Regions from separate parts of the Zea mays genome. Here all the other regions are linked to region 2. A link is a contact called in public Hi-C data. All regions are on one chromosome and are shown on one strand. The core of a region is the stretch at or near the end of the contact, and the rest is flanking DNA. Distances in the headings are between cores, read along the strand shown. Region 1 holds the start of LOC100383916 (Rab5-interacting family protein). Region 2 holds the start of LOC100191625 (CDP-diacylglycerol--serine O-phosphatidyltransferase 1). Region 3 holds the start of LOC100279581.

Evidence for each region. Hi-C and Micro-C count contacts between places; a contact is called where the count stands out from the background.
Region 1: a Hi-C map of leaf shows a contact between it and region 2, with 8 times the contacts expected there. The contact joins the promoter of LOC100383916 here to the promoter of LOC100191625 in region 2. A contact is called at or near these places in 15 of 25 Hi-C or Micro-C datasets (bundle sheath, ear, endosperm and 4 more).
Region 3: a Hi-C map of leaf shows a contact between it and region 2, with 7 times the contacts expected there. The contact joins the promoter of LOC100279581 here to the promoter of LOC100191625 in region 2. A contact is called at or near these places in 4 of 25 Hi-C or Micro-C datasets (bundle sheath, leaf and leaf mesophyll).

The regions. Positions count from the first base shown.
Region 1 is chr8:67,404,144-67,407,647 of Zm-B73-REFERENCE-NAM-5.0, reverse strand. LOC100383916 (Rab5-interacting family protein) reads left to right here and starts at 2,094. Exons shown (of 4, transcript NM_001355672.1): 1 at 2,094-2,378. The coding sequence starts at 2,290.
Region 2 is chr8:67,545,434-67,548,671 of Zm-B73-REFERENCE-NAM-5.0, reverse strand. LOC100191625 (CDP-diacylglycerol--serine O-phosphatidyltransferase 1) reads right to left here and starts at 1,934. Exons shown (of 13, transcript NM_001365505.1): 1 at 1,637-1,934; 2 at 1,149-1,397; 3 at 363-428; 4 at 63-122. The coding sequence starts at 1,303.
Region 3 is chr8:67,733,309-67,736,588 of Zm-B73-REFERENCE-NAM-5.0, reverse strand. It overlaps LOC100279581, which reads right to left and starts at 1,959. Exons shown (of 2, transcript NM_001152578.1): 1 at 901-1,959; 2 at 42-677. The coding sequence starts at 1,896. The coding sequence ends at 306.

The DNA of each region.
Region 1 (3,504 bases), core at 845-3,344, 140 kb after region 2:
CCGTATCGCAGGAGCATTCAATGCGGGGATCGCCTGACACCTTATCCTGACACACGTGCCTCAGTCGGCAAGGTCGAAGTGATCGCAGTCACTTCGCCTTTTCACTGACCGACCTGACAGGAAAACAGCGTCGCTCGCCCCGCTCCGACTGTTGTGCCACCCACCAGGGTGAGGCTGACAACAGCCAAGTTCAGCCTTTGGCGCAACAGGAAGCTCCGCCTCGCCCGACCTTGGGCCTCGGCCTCGGAAGGAGGTCTCCGCCTCGCCCGACCTTGGGCTCGGACTGACCGCGCCACGGGGGATACATCATTACCCTACCCTTAGCTAGCTCAGGCTACGGGAGGACAAGACCGGCGTCCCATCTGGCTCGCCTCGGTAACAAGTAATGATGGCTCCCCGCGTGCGTCCATGGCGACAGTGGTTCTCAGCCTCCTACGGAAGCAAGGAGACGTCAGCAAGGTCCCAACAGCACCGACAGCTGTGCTTCTACAGGGCTCTGGCACTCCTCCGACGACCACGATACCGCGTACACATGGCTCTAGCACCTCTCCAACAGCCACGTTGGCATGTACACAGGGCTCAGGCACCTCTCTACCAGACACGTTAGCGCCTAGCTACACCCCCATTGTACACCTGGACCCTCTCCTTGCATCTATAAAAGGGAGGTCCAGGGCCTTCATGCGGGAGGGTCGCGCGGGAGAACGGGCTGACGAATAGGCTCACTCTCTCTCTCGCGAACACTTGTAACCCCTACTACGAGCACACCCCCTGGCGCGGGATAACACAAGCCACGTTTTCCCCCTTGTGTTCCATCTCGTGCCAACCCATCTAGGCTGGGACGCGCAACGACAAATTTACTCGTCGGTCCAGGGACCCCCGGGGTCGAAACGCCGACAAAAGGTAAATAGAAAGTTAAATATAGAGAAAAAAAATAAAGAAGATGCTCTTAGAGCATCTCCAAGAAACTATTTAAATAGCTCGTCAAGCCAAATTTTGGCTACTCAACACCAAAAAAAAATCTTCAACAGACTATCTATCTGACTCGCCAAGCTATCCGACTCTCCAAATTAGCCTCTCACTAGCCAAATTTGGCTAGCCACACGACTAGCAAAACTAGATAGATAATCTGTTAGAGTTAGATGCTACATAGAGAATGTAATATTTATAAAAAAGTAAATAAAGAGTCAAACAGAGAGCAAAAAATAAATAGTCCCTTGAGATGCTCTTATACGATTTCTTTAGCTAACTGATAATATCATCAAAAATTATTATTGGCTTCTCAGAATAAAAGAACCCAGCAACATTAAAAGCTCCAAAAGCTCTATCTCAAATAAATATGACCTAAATACAACTAGTTCTATCTCGATCCATTTTACTAAAACGTCCCGAGACACATGGTAAAATCAACTCCTTGTGAAAGGGTCATTTATAGAATATTAGTCTAATTGTGTACCTTATTTACCATCATATATAATCCATTCCATGGTACTACTTCAATATGCTCCATCCTTCTTAAAATATTGTTCTTTCTAATATTCTTTTTCCCATACATCTTCGAATAAATAATAATAGATATAGACATCCACAAAATATATTTATAGGTTGACTAATGAATGTATATTTAATTTAAAATGAATTATAATTTAGGACGGAGTAAGAAGTACTTCGTCATATTAGTTGTCCTTTAGAACAATAGAACAATGACACGATATTTAAAATATAGCTTTGACCAATATTTTTTTAGATATAAATAAAGTCTCAATACATTTATATTTTTATAAAAATACTTTTTAAGATAAATTGATGTATATAAATATTAGGTTTTAAAACTAAATAACAAAATAGTTATTTGTAGTTAAAATCTTATAAGCTCGATTTAAACTTTATCCAAAACGTTAAATAATAGGGAGTAATTTTTTTATCTTGAAGTGACAAATACAACTGCGAGACTCAGGGTATCATCCATGAGACAATGATACTGCCTCTATTTTTTTTTTTTGTAGAAATCTCATCCAGCGCATTTTCACTGGAAAATACGAGAAGCAGTTAAAAAATCCCGTATTCCAAACGTCCCTGATAACACAGTCCGGAAGGACCTTTTCTCGTTTTTTTCTCTCGCTAGCACCTTGCCTCCTTGCGATTTGCGAGCGCCGCATCGACCCCCACCGCCGACGAACGCCGCGCCGCCGACGTCCTGCCTTCTCCTCGCCGGCGAGCGCCGTTCCGCTGTACCCTCCGTGATTCCGCCCCAACCTCTGCGTCCGAATCTCCCGCGAAACAGTCACGGCGATGGCGGCGGCCGGTGGCGTTTCAACTGACGATGTCCCGATCCTGCAGGCAGAGAACCTCACCAGCAACGTCAAGTCCGTCTACTACAGGTGTGTCTCTCTCTAGCTTCCTCCCCCTCTGGCCTCCCCACGCGCTCGATCCGATCTGGAGGTGCGCTTAGTTTAATGTTAGTTTTGATCTGGATTTAGCGAGATCTTTTGAACTGGTAGCCCAACCTCAGGTAGTTTACATCCCTTGTGTAATGGGGAGTTTTGCTTGTAAAAGTTAGATTATAGAGTGTTTAAATGCCAATTAGAGAGGAAGGAGGGAGTTGTGAGTTGATAACTTGAAATATCTTTTCCTACAAATTTTATGTCAACTTGCAGTCATCCTAGTTGTGGAGGTCACAAGAGAGGGATTTAGTAAACTTTGTGATATGTGAATTGCTCCTTTCTATAGATGGCTAGTTGAACCCTGCTACTCATAATAATCTGGATCTGATTTGCTCTTCATTTACATTGCTAGGCCTAGGGATTAGGGATTGAATTCCGCAATGCTTGACAAATAGTGAAGTTCATACTGTTATCCATGAGCACTGAGCAGTATCTGCCAAGACTTTTTTATTCTGTCGAGAAGTGATAACTATTCCTTAGATCTGCTAGGTGTGTTTGGTGTGCAAAGGGTTTTGTGGTGTTAAGTGTTGCACTTGGCTAGACTATAGACTATTTAAAGTGTGTTGATCAGAGACGAAGAAGGGAGTTGCGAGATGATAACCTGAAATATTTTTCCTACAAGTTGTGGGGGTCACTCGAGAGAGATTTAGTAAATGTTAACAGTTTAATGACCTGTCAATAGCTCTGATTTATGTTGAATTAACTGGATCTGCTTTGTTCTTCATGCTATTACATCGCTAGGCCTAGGAACTAGGGATTGGATTCCATGATGCTTGACGAACAGTGAAGTTCATACTGTTATCCATGAGCCCTGACTCCTGAGCAGTTATCTCATATGAATCTTTTATTCTGTAGAGGTGAGAACTATCCCTTAGGGGCTTAGGGCATCACAAATGTTTATGGGTGACCTCGCCCGTAAGGTGTATCCCATGTATTTCAAAGGCCACCTCCGTTGCATATAAGGTCTGGAGCAAAATTCAGGTGGGCCCCACAACATTGAATAAAAAATCAAGATGCAAATTCCCGAGCATCTGAGACTTCAGTTTTTCTGTCATCCGTCTTC
Region 2 (3,238 bases), core at 685-3,184:
ACAGGCAGCCATAAGAGGCTATCTTATCTGCAAGAGAGAGAAAAGATAGGAAATTTACTCACGTTGAAGGTGCCTGAAGCGTGCAGTAGGCAAGGAAGGCTGCAATCATAGCCCAGACACCCCTGGAAAGTTTCGGTAAGAAGATGAGTCAGCAGCATCACTCTCACTCTCTCCAATCATTGTGCAATGCTGTGAAGGTAAAAACAGCTCGAGTCCAAAAAGACAGCATCAGAACGGAACACGAGCAGTGGCCTGATCATCCTTTTCTTTATTCCTTCTTTTCTTTATTCCTACTTTTGAAAGTTAGTGCTGCCTGCCTAAACAAAAGTCATAATTAAATCCTGACGACGATTCAGCCATACCTCTTGATTGATGTCAAGCTACTGTGAGCAGCAGCGCCTTCAGGATCGAGTGCTCCACTTGCCCAGCTGAAAGGCAAGAACAGTTAGTTGAATGTATGCGAGAGGCCAGTTGATGAGATGGCACCGCGAGAAAGCGCGCCCCCACATTTGGTCAGTACGGTTGGTATGGTATCCACCGCTGGGCAGCCCCGTCTCTGGGATAACTTTGGATTGGGGTTAGCCAGCTAATGGTTGTACCTTAGATTCAGGTCCAAGCTTATTGCTTGGTATCTTCCTCGCAAGAAGCAGGGTGTTAGTGGCTGTTCTGGGAGCAATTTTCAGACAACTTCGTTTTCATGGAAATTTCAGAACAATTTGGGTTGAGATACTTAACCAGCGCTGTGGCTCTCCACAGCCAGTCGTATCCTGACGTGCCACCATTGATAGTGCGGTAGCTTCGATGCTTTCGCACATAATTAATTATCCACTAAATTCCAACCGAAAAGCTATATTTTTTTCTTCAGAAAATAGAGGGGGAAAACATACAAAGTGCATGGCAGCGTCTCAGCTCTGACACTGCTGCAGCACCTGGCGTTGTCCCTGGCAGCTCTGGTACTTTGGCAAGCACACAGCACAGAGACAGGCCGTTTGCTTTCGCCCCCGTAAAAATGGCACCCTCGGGTCAAGCGGGGTCGTAGTACGAACACGGTAGCAACTAGCAAGAGGCGAGCGAAACCAGATACGTAGGGCTCTCCCTGTGTGGGCGCGAGCAGGATAGAGGAGGAGAATTCGAGGGCGGTTGCTTACATGAGAAGGCAGGCGCCGACGAGGAGCACCGAGATGGTGTGCGGCTTGTAGAGCCACGCCGTCCATGGGTCGTACTCCTCGCCGCCGCCGCCGCCGTTGTCCGTCGCCGGCGGCCTCCTCTCCTCGCCGTGCCGCGGGCGCTGCTTCGCCTCCATGGACGATGGCACGCTAAGGAAACAGCCGAGAGCCTCCTGCGCCTGCCCGCGGCACCGGCACGCAGCGGCAGCGGAAACCTCCGGGAAGCAACACCTGTCCAGAGCAGAGGGGGAGGGAGGTATGCAAGCCGCCAAATTAGCAGGCCGCGCCGCGGCAGCACCGAAAGTCCGAAACTGCCAAGCCAACAAATCGAACCAAACGACGAGCATGCATGGATCGCCCGCCGGCGGAACGAAGGACAGAAAGGAGACCGAGAGAAGGGATCGGAGAGCGCGAGAAGAGCGCAGGGCGATTCCACTGTTCCTACATGCAGGGGCACATGCGCAACGTACCGTACGTACCGGCGAGGCGAGGGATGAGGAGCCCCGGAAAACGGGGCTGGGGCTGGCAAGTGATTCTCCGGCCGTGCGGGGTGCCCGTACACGAATATGATCGAACAACAAGCCACCGCGCGCAACAGGCTCACGCGTGAGACGCGGGCCGGGCGGACTCGTCGATCGGCCTGGGGTACGCAAGCGAGTGCCCGCGTTGAGACTGCTACGGGCGCGCTCGCGGCTCGAGGTGGGAGCGAGCTGCGGTGAGATGGGACAGGGCAGCGCCGGACGGCGAGGCTGGGGACGAGGGAGGGCCGGGTGGCGGTGGCGGTGGCGTCGTCTTTAAAAGAGGAGGTGGGGAGAGCCGGAGAGGGGAGACGATGGGCTGCCTGCCGTCAATCGGCTTCGGCTCGATCAATGGGTTCCGTTTCGTGGTTTGTGCCCGTCTGGCAGCGTGTCCACGTAAGCGCGACACGTCCCGGGCGGACTGGGCTCTGCTGCACGCAGCGCGGAAGCAAAGGGCGCCGTCCCGGTTGCCGGGTGGCGGTTCCCCCAGTGCGTACCCCGGACGCTCTGGCAGGGTCCCGGCTTCCTGGGCCGGGCTGGCGCGGGCACCGGGTAGCGTTAGGGGCGGGGCACTACTATTATTCGTCGAGGCCGCCAACTACTTTTGTTTCTTGTATTTGTGTGCTTCCGTGTCCATGCCCACCGCCACCCAAGTGGCAAGTGACATTGGATTTGGATCATCCGAACTTCAAATGGACTTAGCCCGTTTCGGATTTGCTTGGATGGATATTGTTTGGACGCGGATATCCATTGCTAGGAAATCCAAATGCATCGGGTCGGTTTGGGTTAAAAAAAACTTGGATATCGCAAATCCACAGGATCTCTTCACAGAGCGTGACAGCGCCTAGGCAGTGGCGGATCTAGGAATTCATCTTTGAGTATGCCGATCAAGTAATTTAGGGTGTGTTTGGTTCATTGTCCCAGATGGCACAACCTAAGGTTAGGCATGCCCCATTTTCGTCGGTAAGTGTTTGGTTCATGCCTAATATTAGGCAGCCACAAAAAGTGTGGCGTGGTTCACAGCACTCGCCGTATATTTTTACGTCGCACCTGGGGCGCTCGTTTTGGCCGCCGCACGCCCCACTTCTCCTCTCACCTCACTTGCTCGCCGCCGGACCTGGATCTGGCTCTCACTTGCTCGCCGCCGCACCTGGATCTGGCTCTCGTCTCCTCCAAGCACGGTGAGGTTCTTCCCCTTTCTACTTTTCACTTTGCTCCCCAGTGGTTCGCCTCCATTCTTCTTCCCCACAGCGCTCACCTCGTTCTTCCCCTTTCTGGACGCCGAGCCGCTGTGGACGCCTCGTTCTTCACCTGGATCCGACGTCGGCGTGGGGACGGGCCCTGCCGCGTGGCGCTGGGCGCGGTGGATCTTGAGCTGCGCGTGACGGGGCCTGGGCTGGGTGTTCTCAAGATCTGTTTCGTAACACATCCGGCCACCAAAACTCCATTGCTGACTGCGCCGTGCTTCTTCCTCTCTTTTTTTTGCCGCGCTCGTCCGGCCGCAGGGAGGCTCCCAGCTGTTCCCTTGGTCTCTCTCTGTTCTTTTTGCCGCGC
Region 3 (3,280 bases), core at 710-3,209, 190 kb before region 2:
CACTTGATGATTCTGCGTCAGCCAATCATAATAGGCAAGCTGAGGTGAAATTCAACTGTAGGACAATTTGTTCATCCACAAATTGGCAAAGATACATGTAAGGAGTGCCAGCACTCAGCAGTCTCACATTACAGGTATTCTTGCCTGATGAACATAACCATCCAGAAATAGTTACAGCTTACTACACTGATTACTCGCACCAACAAATGCAAAAAAAAAAGCATGAGAAAATTAGGGAACACCTACACTTGCTGCGCTTCACCAAAAGGGGGGAAGAGCACATTTGCTTGTTCGGCATGCATGGGCTAGAAGATCAGGTTGGCGATCATATTTGCTGACGGCTGGTGGCCTACTAGGACGGCTGTTTGGCCAGTCACTGGCTGGAAGGCTGCAGCTGACTCAAGCTTCTCCCAGGTAAGTTTACGCTTCGCTTCTAGCGACACAAGTCTTTCTTCTTCCTCCTTGTACCTGGCCAGGCACGACGAGAAATGGTCACCATCCATCTCAGAAAACATTTTCTTGACATTCACAGCCAGATTCAGGACCGCTTGGTTCCAGTGATTCTGAATGTTCTGCTCTAGCGCTGGAACAACAAGAGACATGATCACTTGGCGGTTTTGTGCTATCAAGCTGACAATGTGATCATTGTTCCACATGAAAAGCGCTCTTTCAGCAACCTGAAACCATGCAACTTGTTAAGGCAACGACGACAACAGCAACAAAACTCTGATTGAGTTATAATCTACTCTTTTTTTCTAAACTTACCACCAATGAGATTAGGTTTATAATGCAAGCGGTAGGAACAAGTAATATAGAATGAATCTGATTCCATATGGCACTTGGGATACTGAAAATGCATACTGCAACAGTTACTAGATAAGATTTATTGGGGCAAGTTACCTGGAAGTGAGCACTGGTGATACAATGAGCAATTCGCCGAAACAATGGTGCCATACATTTCTGGAATTCTGCCTGGCTGGTAGCCTCCAAGATCTCTTCGATCTCGCTGAGAAACATCACTTCCTTCTGACAATTTGTTATTGGCCAGTACCTTAACAAACCAATTATCACTGGGCTTGCGAGCTCTGGATCCTTTTCTATAAACTGTGTCACACAGTAGGTCAACTGCTGAAGGTACGCACCAAGAGATTTTGGTTTGTGCAAAGGAACCAAAACTCTCCAAAGAAAGGTCTTGTGCTCTTCTTTCAGAGGCAGTGCAAACCCACTAATGACACTGCCAAAGACCTCCAGCAGCTCTGCGATCCCATTATGTCGATCAGTCTCGAAGACGAACTGGTAGAATACGTTGCTCGCCGCTCTGCGAATGAAAGGACGGTGCACCATGAACTTCCCATACACCCTGTGCAGAATGTTTTTCACGCAATCCCTTTCCCTTGGATCCTCGGAGTGAAGAAGATCAAGGAGCTTCACAATGAACGAGTGATCAAAGTGCTTCTTCCCTATCTTTGCATCCAAGGACGAGGATCCGATAAACTTCAGTAGCAGCTCATAAACAAGGTGCAGATGGCACCACCCAGTATCGAACATTGGCTCGTCCTCGTCGCACTCACCGACGCCTGATGAGCCGCCAGACCTGCAACTTGCAGGGAACGCCCGGAACAGGTTGACGGCGCACATCCTAGAGCAGGCCACGACCGCCGCCTCCGAGAAGCGAGCGTTGGTCGACTCGACGAACTCTATAAGATCCAGCAGTGCCTGCCGCTTGATATCCTTCTCCACCGAACTCCTGTCCGGGTCCGAGAAATCGAACACGACGCAGCACAGGCTCAGCTTGCTCACGAACAGGCTCTGCTTCTCCGAGCTGGGCACGTCCTTGAACGAGACCAGCGGCTCGATGCCAGCCACGACGCTCGAGGGGAAGACGGCGGATGACATGCGCCGAATGGCGGAGGCCGGGGGGCGGCCCGGCGGGATGCTGCCGCAGCTGCTCGTGCGCTGTATGCCGGCGCCACTGCTGCAATGTCCCGAGTCCCCGGAGGCCGACGACCTCCGGGGCAGCTTGCTCAGGAACTGTTTCCACATCTTACACGTAAACCTTGCCACTCACACGCCAGCACTAACACGGAAATGGAGCAAGAACCAAGATTACTCGCCAAGAGAGAGAGAGAGAGCTCTACGTTTACAGCGAGCGACGGCAAGACTCCACCGCAGATTCCACCCCCCACCCCCACCAAAAAAAACAGCAAGAAGAGGGGGGGAAATGGCAGCCGCCAGTCTGGAGGTAGAGTGAAGACGTCCGCACGGAAGGCTGGGTTTCGCCCGGATCTGAGGCTCCTAGCCACGTGCCCGCCGGATCCAGGCGGCGCGACGCGGCAGGTGGAGGAGCGGCGCCGGGTGCTAGCACGGGACGACGGCGGGCATGGGAGGCATTGGGAACCGTACCGAAATCTGCAGCGCCGCGCTTTGTCTGCTTCTCGGGACGAGGAGTGGACACTGGACAGTGGAGGAGGGAGCCTGTGCCTGTTTGCTGTTTCTTGCGGGGAATGGTTTGTTTATCACGGGGCCATGTACGGACGAAACCGTGTGCCATGTACGGCGCACGAGGTCCGTGCTGATGAAAGGGAAATCATCATCACCCGGCGGGCCTTTCTTAAACTCAGGATCCTGGCTTTACTTCGAAATTACTCCCGCTTTGTCGACGATTAAACAGCTGTAATTGCGCAGGGACGCAAGGGTGCATGTGCAAACCGCAGGGCTTTAATCGCCGGTCCGGTGCCCTCCTCTTGAGTCTTGACCGTCGATCGGACCTATTCGGCCACCGCTGCTGTGGGCCTGTGGCTGCAGGAGATGAACTATGACATACTAGTACAGATGCAGCCATAGCTGAAGCGGTGGCCATAGTGGTCACCGGCGGGGCCGGGGCAGGGTCCCGGACGTCCGCCGGATGCGTCCCGTGACCTCAGCGTGCGGCGCACGGTTGGGCGGTAGGACACTGGTGACGACGGCACGAGTAGAGGGTTTTCACTTTTCAAACCACATTCGCGTGTTTAATGATTAATCAGCACTCCTATCGTATCCGTTACCAGCAATAGGCACAATAATATATGCCTACGGATACAGCTGGGCATTCGTTTTTTTAAACTTCCGGGTTTTTTTGGTTTTATTTTTTTTAACAATGGGCAAAAGCCCTCTATTTCATTAGAAAATAGGAAAGAGTTCATTACATAAAACCAGCAAACTTGACCAGATGTCCCGACACAAACTCGGCATAACCGAAACCTTACCAAATCACCTTACAATATCATTCTAGATGAGTAAG